Regions from separate parts of the Zea mays genome. Here region 2 is linked to region 1. The links are chromatin contacts, called in public Hi-C maps. All regions are on one chromosome and are shown on one strand. The core of a region is the stretch at or near the end of the contact, and the rest is flanking DNA. Distances in the headings are between cores, read along the strand shown.

Region 1 (3,809 bases), core at 517-3,016:
CGTCGGCGGCGATCTCGCGATCTGGCGCATAGCTTGATGCGATGCCAAGAGGAAATGACCGGCCGGAGAGGCATGTCGGTCGGTCGACGTGCTGTTGGATCCATGGAACAAAATCTGCGTCGCCCGATGCGAGGTCATAGCAGGCAGCGTAGTGCACCGTACGAGACGAATTGAAGGATTAATTTGTTCACTGGAAGGCGTGGTGGCCGTCGGCCCACGGCCAGAACGGAGGCTGCTCGTCGGCGGCGGCACCGCACAGCAGGCTTCCAAAGGTGCCGCCTCCGCCTCCGCCACCGCCCGCAGTAGCGGCGGCGCCGTGGCCGGGCTCCATCTTGGGCGCCGGGGACGGGTGGCCGCCGCTGTGCAGGAGCTGGAGCTGGTCGACGTCGTCGGCGCGGGCGCAGGCGTAGAACGGGATGCCGCGGTAGCTGTCCATGGCGGCGGGGCTCTCGTCGGCGGCCCGAGGCGGCCTGGAGATGTCGAGGTTGATCTCGGAGCTGTTCTCGTCGCTGCTGCGGTTGCTGCAGGACGCCTCCGTCTCCTTGACGTTGAGGTTGATGAGCTCCGACGCCGCCTCCTGCCTCCCTCCTCCGCCTCCCTTGAGCGCCATGATCTGCACGCGATGGACAGGATCGACGGGACCGGTGATTATTGGTAGATCGAGTGGTTAATCATGCTGCATGGCACCGGCACCGGCACGGCGGCACCACCACCACATCACAGACGATGAGACGAGAGAAAAGGAGAGAGGCCATGCATGCATGGGTGGCCGACAGCAGGCGCAGGCCGGCACCCATCCCGACATGCGCACTTTATGCAGAGTCGACGCCCATGGATGGATCCTATTCCTATCTACGATCCTCTAGCTTGCTATGCTATGGTATAACTTGAATTCTCCGATCCAGATGCATGGATTTTAGTTGTGGCCTGGGTCGTAGTCGTAGATCCTGATGCGCATGGCGATGGCATTGTTACTCGTTACTGCTACATCATAGTACACACCTCTGTCTGGAGCTTCTTGTTGTGGGAGAGGAGGGCGTCGTTCTCGGCGCGGGCGGCGTCCAGCTGGCGGCGCAGCGCGTCGTAGTCCTTCTCCAGCTGCTTGGTCTTCCACCGGGCGCGGCGGTTCTGGAACCAGATGGCCACCTGGCGGGGCTGCAGCCCCAGCGCGCGGGCCAGCTGCGCCTTGCGCTCCGGCTCCAGCTTGTTGGCCACCTCGAAGCTGCGCTCCAGCGTGCGCACCTGCTCCACGCTCAGCCGCCGCTTCCGCTCGCCGCACGCCGCCGCGGCGGACCCCTCCTCGTCGTCCGACGCGCCGCCGCCGCAGTCCTGCTGGTGCTGCTTGGGCTCCGCGTGCAGGTGGCCGCTGCCGTCGTCACACATGCCGTCAGGGTACATGCGCTTAATGCCGGTGGCCAGCATTGGAGGCGGCGGCGCGGTCATGGCGCCGCCGAAGTCGTGGAGGAAGGGGCTGACGAGCGCCGGGGGAGGGGGAGCCAGGAGGTGGTCGTGGCCCTCATGGTGCTGGTGCTGGTGGTGCGCCTGCTGCTCCTGCTGCATTTGGAGGAGGAAGTTGGCGGCGAAGAAGGAGGGGGCCATGCCATTGGTTGCCATTGGCTTCATCGCAGGAGCGAGAGGAACATGGGGAGGGAGTATATCGATCTTCCTTCCCACACCACAGATTGACACGGGGAAAGAGAGAGAGAGGGGATGGAGCTGCTAGAGGTTGGTTGGGACTTGGGAGCTAGCGAGAGTCTTGTGTGTGTGTGACAGAGAGGCAGAGCTGGAAGAAACTGAAAGAGTCCGGGAGCTGCTAATATAATGCAAATTAGCAACATTATATATATTTATTGAACAGATATTTTTGTGGAGTGGAAGAAAAGAACACTAGACACAGGGAGATGGAAAGGGAATTGGAGAGTGAAGGCCGTTCAAATTACAACCGGCTAATGTTACCGGAATCTGCTAAAGGAACCTTTGTACCAACCACGTACTACCACTGTTGTTGCATATATACTGTACCACGAACATTTCCAGCACTCAACGCTAGCTGCGCGCGTACAGAGAATTGAAACTGCCTACTGTGTGTGTCTATATATATATATATATATATATATATATATATATATATATATATATATATATATAATTGAGTTACTTCACAACGACAACACTACTTTGCATGGCAGCATTATTTATACATAAAGTCAAAAACAAGACTCAAACCATAAAAACCGGTTGTTTGACTATTGCAGATATAATTTATAGAGACAAAAATATTATAGAAGCAGCAGAAACTGATACAAATTAAAGTCAGACGAACAAACAAAACATACACATGCAAAGGCTGGCTTGTCGCAGTTTTCATGTCATGGTAATCCTTGCACTACCAAAATCCGGCTCTTTGTTGATTGCTCGACACTTTACCAAGTACCACTCAGCAAAGCATTCTTTGTCGAGTATCACTCTCGGCGAAATAAGACTCTCGGCAACGACATCGTTTACCGAGAGTGAGACACTCGACATAGATAGACTCTCGGCAAAGCCCCCTTTGCCGAGTGTCAAACTCTCGGCGAAACACGATGCTCGGCAAAGGGTCGTCAGCAGCCGTCTATAGCTGACGACCGTTAACTTTGCCGAGCGCCAGACTTTGGCACTCAGCAAAATAACTTCTTTGCCGAGTGTCTTCTTTGACACTCGACAAAAGTATAATTTTATTATTATTTTTCTTTTTCTCACTAAACTTTTTGTGGTGTGTTCCTACACTATGTAGACCTACATGTTCGATTTTGGCACAATTATAAAAGTGTTTGCTATAACTATTAGATTTTGTTCTTTTAATTGAATTTTCTCGGATAATTCAGATTTGAACTGCAAGTCGCTCGAAAGATGAAAAACCGTGAATGCAAAAATGATATTCATGTTACTTAGCACAAGTTACGACCTATTTCTGGAGCAGACCAGAAATTTCGAGCCCCATGCACACGAAACAAAACCGTTAACTTATCATCCAATTGTTTTAAAATACTGGTAAAGGGGTCCACTTGTGCTCCCCGTTGCCGAGAGCTAGTCCAGCTGGCACTCGGCAAAGGAACTGGCAAAGGCTTTGTCGGGGACCATAATTAGGGGTACCCTCAAGACGCCTAATTCTCAGCTGGTAACCCCCATCAGCATAAAGCTGCAGAGGCCTGATGGGTGCGATTAAGTCAGGGATCAGTCCATACGAGTGACTCGATCACGCTTCACCCGAGCCTAGCCTCGGACTCGGGCAGCCGACCTCGAGGGACTTCCGTCTCGCCCGAGGCCCCCCTTTTAACGGCGGACACATCTCCGGCTCGCCCGAGGCCTTGGCTTTGCTAAGAAGCAACCCTGACTAAATCGCCGCACCGACTGACCGAGTTGCAGGGGCATTTAACGCAAAGGTGGCCTGACACCTCTATCCTGACACGCGCCCCCCGGCAGAGCCGAAGTGACCGCCGTCACTCCACTGCTCCACTGACCGGTCTGACAGAAGGACAGCGCCGCCTGCGCCACTCCGACTGCAGTGCCACTCGACAGAGTGAGTCTGACAGGCAGTCAGGCCTCGCCAGGGGCGCCATAGGAAACTCCGCTCCGCCCGACCCTAGGGCTCGGACTCGGGCTAAGACCCGGAAGACGGCGAACTCCGCTCCGCCCGACCCCAGGGCTCGGACTCGGGCTAAGACCCGGAAGACGGCGAACTCCGCTCCGCCCGACCCCAGGGCTCGGACTCGGGCTAAGACCCGGAAGACGGCGAACTCCGCTCCGCCCGACCCCAGGGCTCGGACTCG
Region 2 (3,809 bases), core at 347-2,846, 100 kb after region 1:
TACCGGCAAAAACCAATAGCTAAAACAACTACTATTTCAGAACAGAGGGAATACTAATCATAATACAACATCACTGTAGGATGTGAAAGCATATGTTTGAACATGAAAGAGATTGTTCAAGACTCTGATAGCTCCTAAATATATAACACTCAACGTAAGCTGCTAAGGTGAGTTTTAAATCGTGTCAAACACTACAATTTGATACAGAATGTATTCTCTGCGAGATTGTTTACAAAATAATCAAAATTGAATATAAAAATAATTGAATTTAGAGCAAACATTTGAGAATCTAACGGATTTAAATAAAAAAACTTATCAACAATAAACATGTAGCTAATGTTAGCCATTATAAATTTTGTATTAACTATGTGAATATTTGAGATCGTTTAGTAATTCAAAATTTTAAATTTCAAAATTTATAAACTTAAAACATACATTTGGGACTATAAACGACTTAAACTCAAACAAACATTCAACTACAATGGAGTGTATTAAGAACTATAACTTTCATATAGTCCATACCTACAACCGAGATTGTTTGATAATTTTAAATTTCAAATTTTAAAATCTATGGATTTATAGCAATATTTTGGTAACAGTTTGAATTCAAAATATTTTCAACTGCAATGTTGTAAATCATGTTGAAAGTTACAATTTTTATATAAAATTTATCTTTATCTGAATCCATATGAAAAAAGTTATGAATTATTTTTGGATGCCACTACTTATAGAGGTGAATATCTTACAACGTGTTTGGTTTAAGGGATGAGTTAGTTTATCATCTTCTCACTTTCTTATTTGGTTTGTGAAATGGAATGAGTTGATACATCACCATTTCATTTCTCATAGGATAATAATTAGAAATAACATTAGAAATGAGTTCATTACACCAAATTTATCTAGAATGGATTGATTTTTTAAAACAAACACCCATTAAGACTTTCGCCTTCATAAAATGATTTTATGTGCGAAGACTTTAGAATGACAGTCTCCAAAAACCATAAGTTAACAGAGATGATCATAAAATGTTCGCCTCTAAGAATTTAATTTTTTAAGGCAATCATATTAGGCACCTGTTTTTATAAATGGTTTTTGGAAACAAATATTTTATTAGATCCCGTTTAAATGTTTACGGAGACGGTCACATTTAAAATTGTGCATTGACTCAGCGCCATTTAAATTATGTGCATTGACACTAAAATTATGCACATAACGTTTAAATGTGTGCCTGCCTCCAAAAATAACTTGACAGTGTCTTCTAAAATTGTTTTTCTTGTGGTGTCAATGTACATAACTGCTTGACTCAGCACCATTTAATTAGTTAGGGGGTGTTTGGTTTAAGGTGTGATGGCTACATTTCTCATATTAATATTAACTAACTATGAGAAATGAGGTGGTGATAGATCAACTCATTTCATTGCACAAATCAAACAAAAATAGTAAGTGATGATACTCAAACCAAATACTCCATTAGAGATCCCTCCAAATCTGAAGGGCCCATTTGTTATCGCATTTTCTCACAGTCGAACCTGTACACTTCATGGTGCTGCTGCAGGTAGAGGCCCAGTTTCGTACGTTTCCGAGGCCATGAATCCAGCCGATGGCCCAATACAGCTCAACCATGTCGGCTCTCTTGCTACATGGCCAAGATAGACAGACTGATCGACACGGCGACACGATTCGAAGCAACTTAAATATCCAATGCATACATAGGTCGGTACAAATCCGTGCTAGCTCCAACACCGTGGATACCGACCAGTTCGCATGTGCTATGGCCAGCAGATGGTACAAATGGATGTATAAAACATTGTTATGTGCTTTAGGCTATACTGTTTATAAATTGAAGTTTAAAATGAAAAAAAAAAGATGATTAAATTGTTAGAGATAGCTTAACATATAGATGGGCATGTGCCATTGAAGTAAACAAGGTAGTCAATGTCCACGTACTTGCTACTGTCAGTGAACCTATTTTCACTGTCGCCTCCACTCACACCCTCGTGACAATGAGAATTGGGATGTCGTTGTAACTATCCATGAGTTTCATATCAAAGAACTCCATCCCGACACATACATTGAGCGTGACCACCGCCGACATGGTTAGCGGAGCGACACCACCAGTCCACCACCGTTCCCTGAACTACCGTATTTTTGCATTTTGGCCCTTTTTGGAAAAAGTTGTTCACAAATACGCCCTTTTCGGTTTTATTTCAGGAAATTGACCTTTATCTCGGCGCCATCATTATAAGCGTCGAGGTTGCACGTCTTGACGCCAACAATGATGCTGCCGAGGTCTCAGTTCGCTGCGTTGAGCTGGCGCCCACGTGGCCGGCTCTAAAGTATAAATTGCTCCCCTTACGACATTTGGTGGACGACCTAGATTAATTATGCCCTTAACGGCAATGACATCATCGCCATGGCAACCTAGCTCCTCCCTAACCTTTGCAACCAACTCACTGAAGGAAGGTCTATCAATGAATAACACGAGCATGCTTTGCGTATCAATGAACTCAGCATATCCACAGTGATCTCTTTCCATGATGCCTCCATGGTATATGGTCACTAGGTTGTCCATATATTTGAAACACGAAATCAAAATTCAATAACCAATTAAGATGGTATGTGCCTAACCCCATGTACTAATGTCTAACTAATTACTAATTAGTGACCCCATTTAACTAGGTTAAGTGATCTATGACAATGATACAAAAAAGGGGTTATATCTAAGGTTGTGGTGGAGTCGGATGGTCTCCTCTCTACAACAAAGGAACATAAGATTGTCAATACAAAATTTCGGCAACACTTGCCATGCATGGTGAGTGCTGGTCACTCATTTTTGGCTCCTGAAGGATATAAAAAACAAGGCAACACAAATGAATCAACCCATTACCTCACCCTTTAAATAACTCTTCATAAAGGGATCAATTAAAGGGAGAAGGTAAGAAACATAAACTAGTAACAACAAGAGCAAAACATGAAACATAGAAGATGAAACAAATTACTCATCTTGTTATGTTATTACTTTGCTTCGCTCTTTACAATATGACAAATAATTACAAATATACCTTTGGCTTTACAAACAATAATGCAAAGGTGAGGAAAGAACATGACTATGTAGGCAGAATGAATCGATTTTCTTGAGCCAAAAAGGCTAATTGTATGCACACAACTGTGTCGCTATTTATAATCATGGGGTACAACTTCGACAAATTTACAATCGTGTCCTCAATCATATACATATGAGCTACAAAGCTAATTTAGGGTATTGTTGTCTTTTCCTTTTGTAGTCTTGCTAAACAAGTCTTGAACATCTTGCCTCGCTCCTGCTGGCACCTTTTATTACACATGGAAGCCACCAAAGTGAACATCGTAGCTTCATCTCTACGTCTACGACAGCTGCACGATATCTCATACGAAGGTGTCCTTCGACATTTCACCCTGTCCTACCTGAAACAAACTCATGATTTAATGTTTTTAGGACCTTCGGTTAATGAGGACCCTCAACAATAGCCCCTCGCAGAATTAGTTCGTTTTTCATAACGAGCTCAGACCACGAAAATAATATAGTCCTCAAGCCGAACGTCCAAAAAACACCTTCCTTGAACACGTTATTAAAAATGGAATAAAATAAGTTATAATGGTATGTAAGACAGCGGACGAGAGCAGTGTGATTCCTCGGCTCCCAAGCCTACCAATCTATATAAGTTGAATGGCTCCATGCAACTACCACTTCATTTACTACTTGTACCAACCTTCTACCACCAAATTTCATGCATCCGAAGGTTTTTCCGCTTCCCCGATTGTTTTTGTGA

The links. A called contact is a pair of places that touch in the nucleus more often than the background predicts.
Region 2: a Hi-C map of ear shows a contact between it and region 1, with 2.3 times the contacts expected there. The contact joins the enhancer-like site here to the promoter of LOC103626227 in region 1. A contact is called at or near these places in 2 of 25 Hi-C or Micro-C datasets (ear and tassel).

What each region holds. Positions count from the first base shown.
Region 1 is chr5:36,464,735-36,468,543 of Zm-B73-REFERENCE-NAM-5.0, forward strand. LOC103626227 (homeobox-leucine zipper protein HOX23) reads right to left here and starts at 1,767. Exons shown (of 2, transcript NM_001352895.1): 1 at 1,003-1,767; 2 at 1-613. The coding sequence starts at 1,623. The coding sequence ends at 188. It also overlaps the pseudogene LOC118472000.
Region 2 is chr5:36,567,890-36,571,698 of Zm-B73-REFERENCE-NAM-5.0, forward strand. No RefSeq gene overlaps it. Among protein-coding and RNA genes, the nearest start is that of LOC103626228, 70 kb to the left of the region's middle. Within about 2 kb of position 1,597, at least 16 of the 20 cell types and tissues checked have an H3K27ac peak or open chromatin away from gene starts, as enhancers often do. A contact at or near this core is called in ear and tassel, where this site is marked.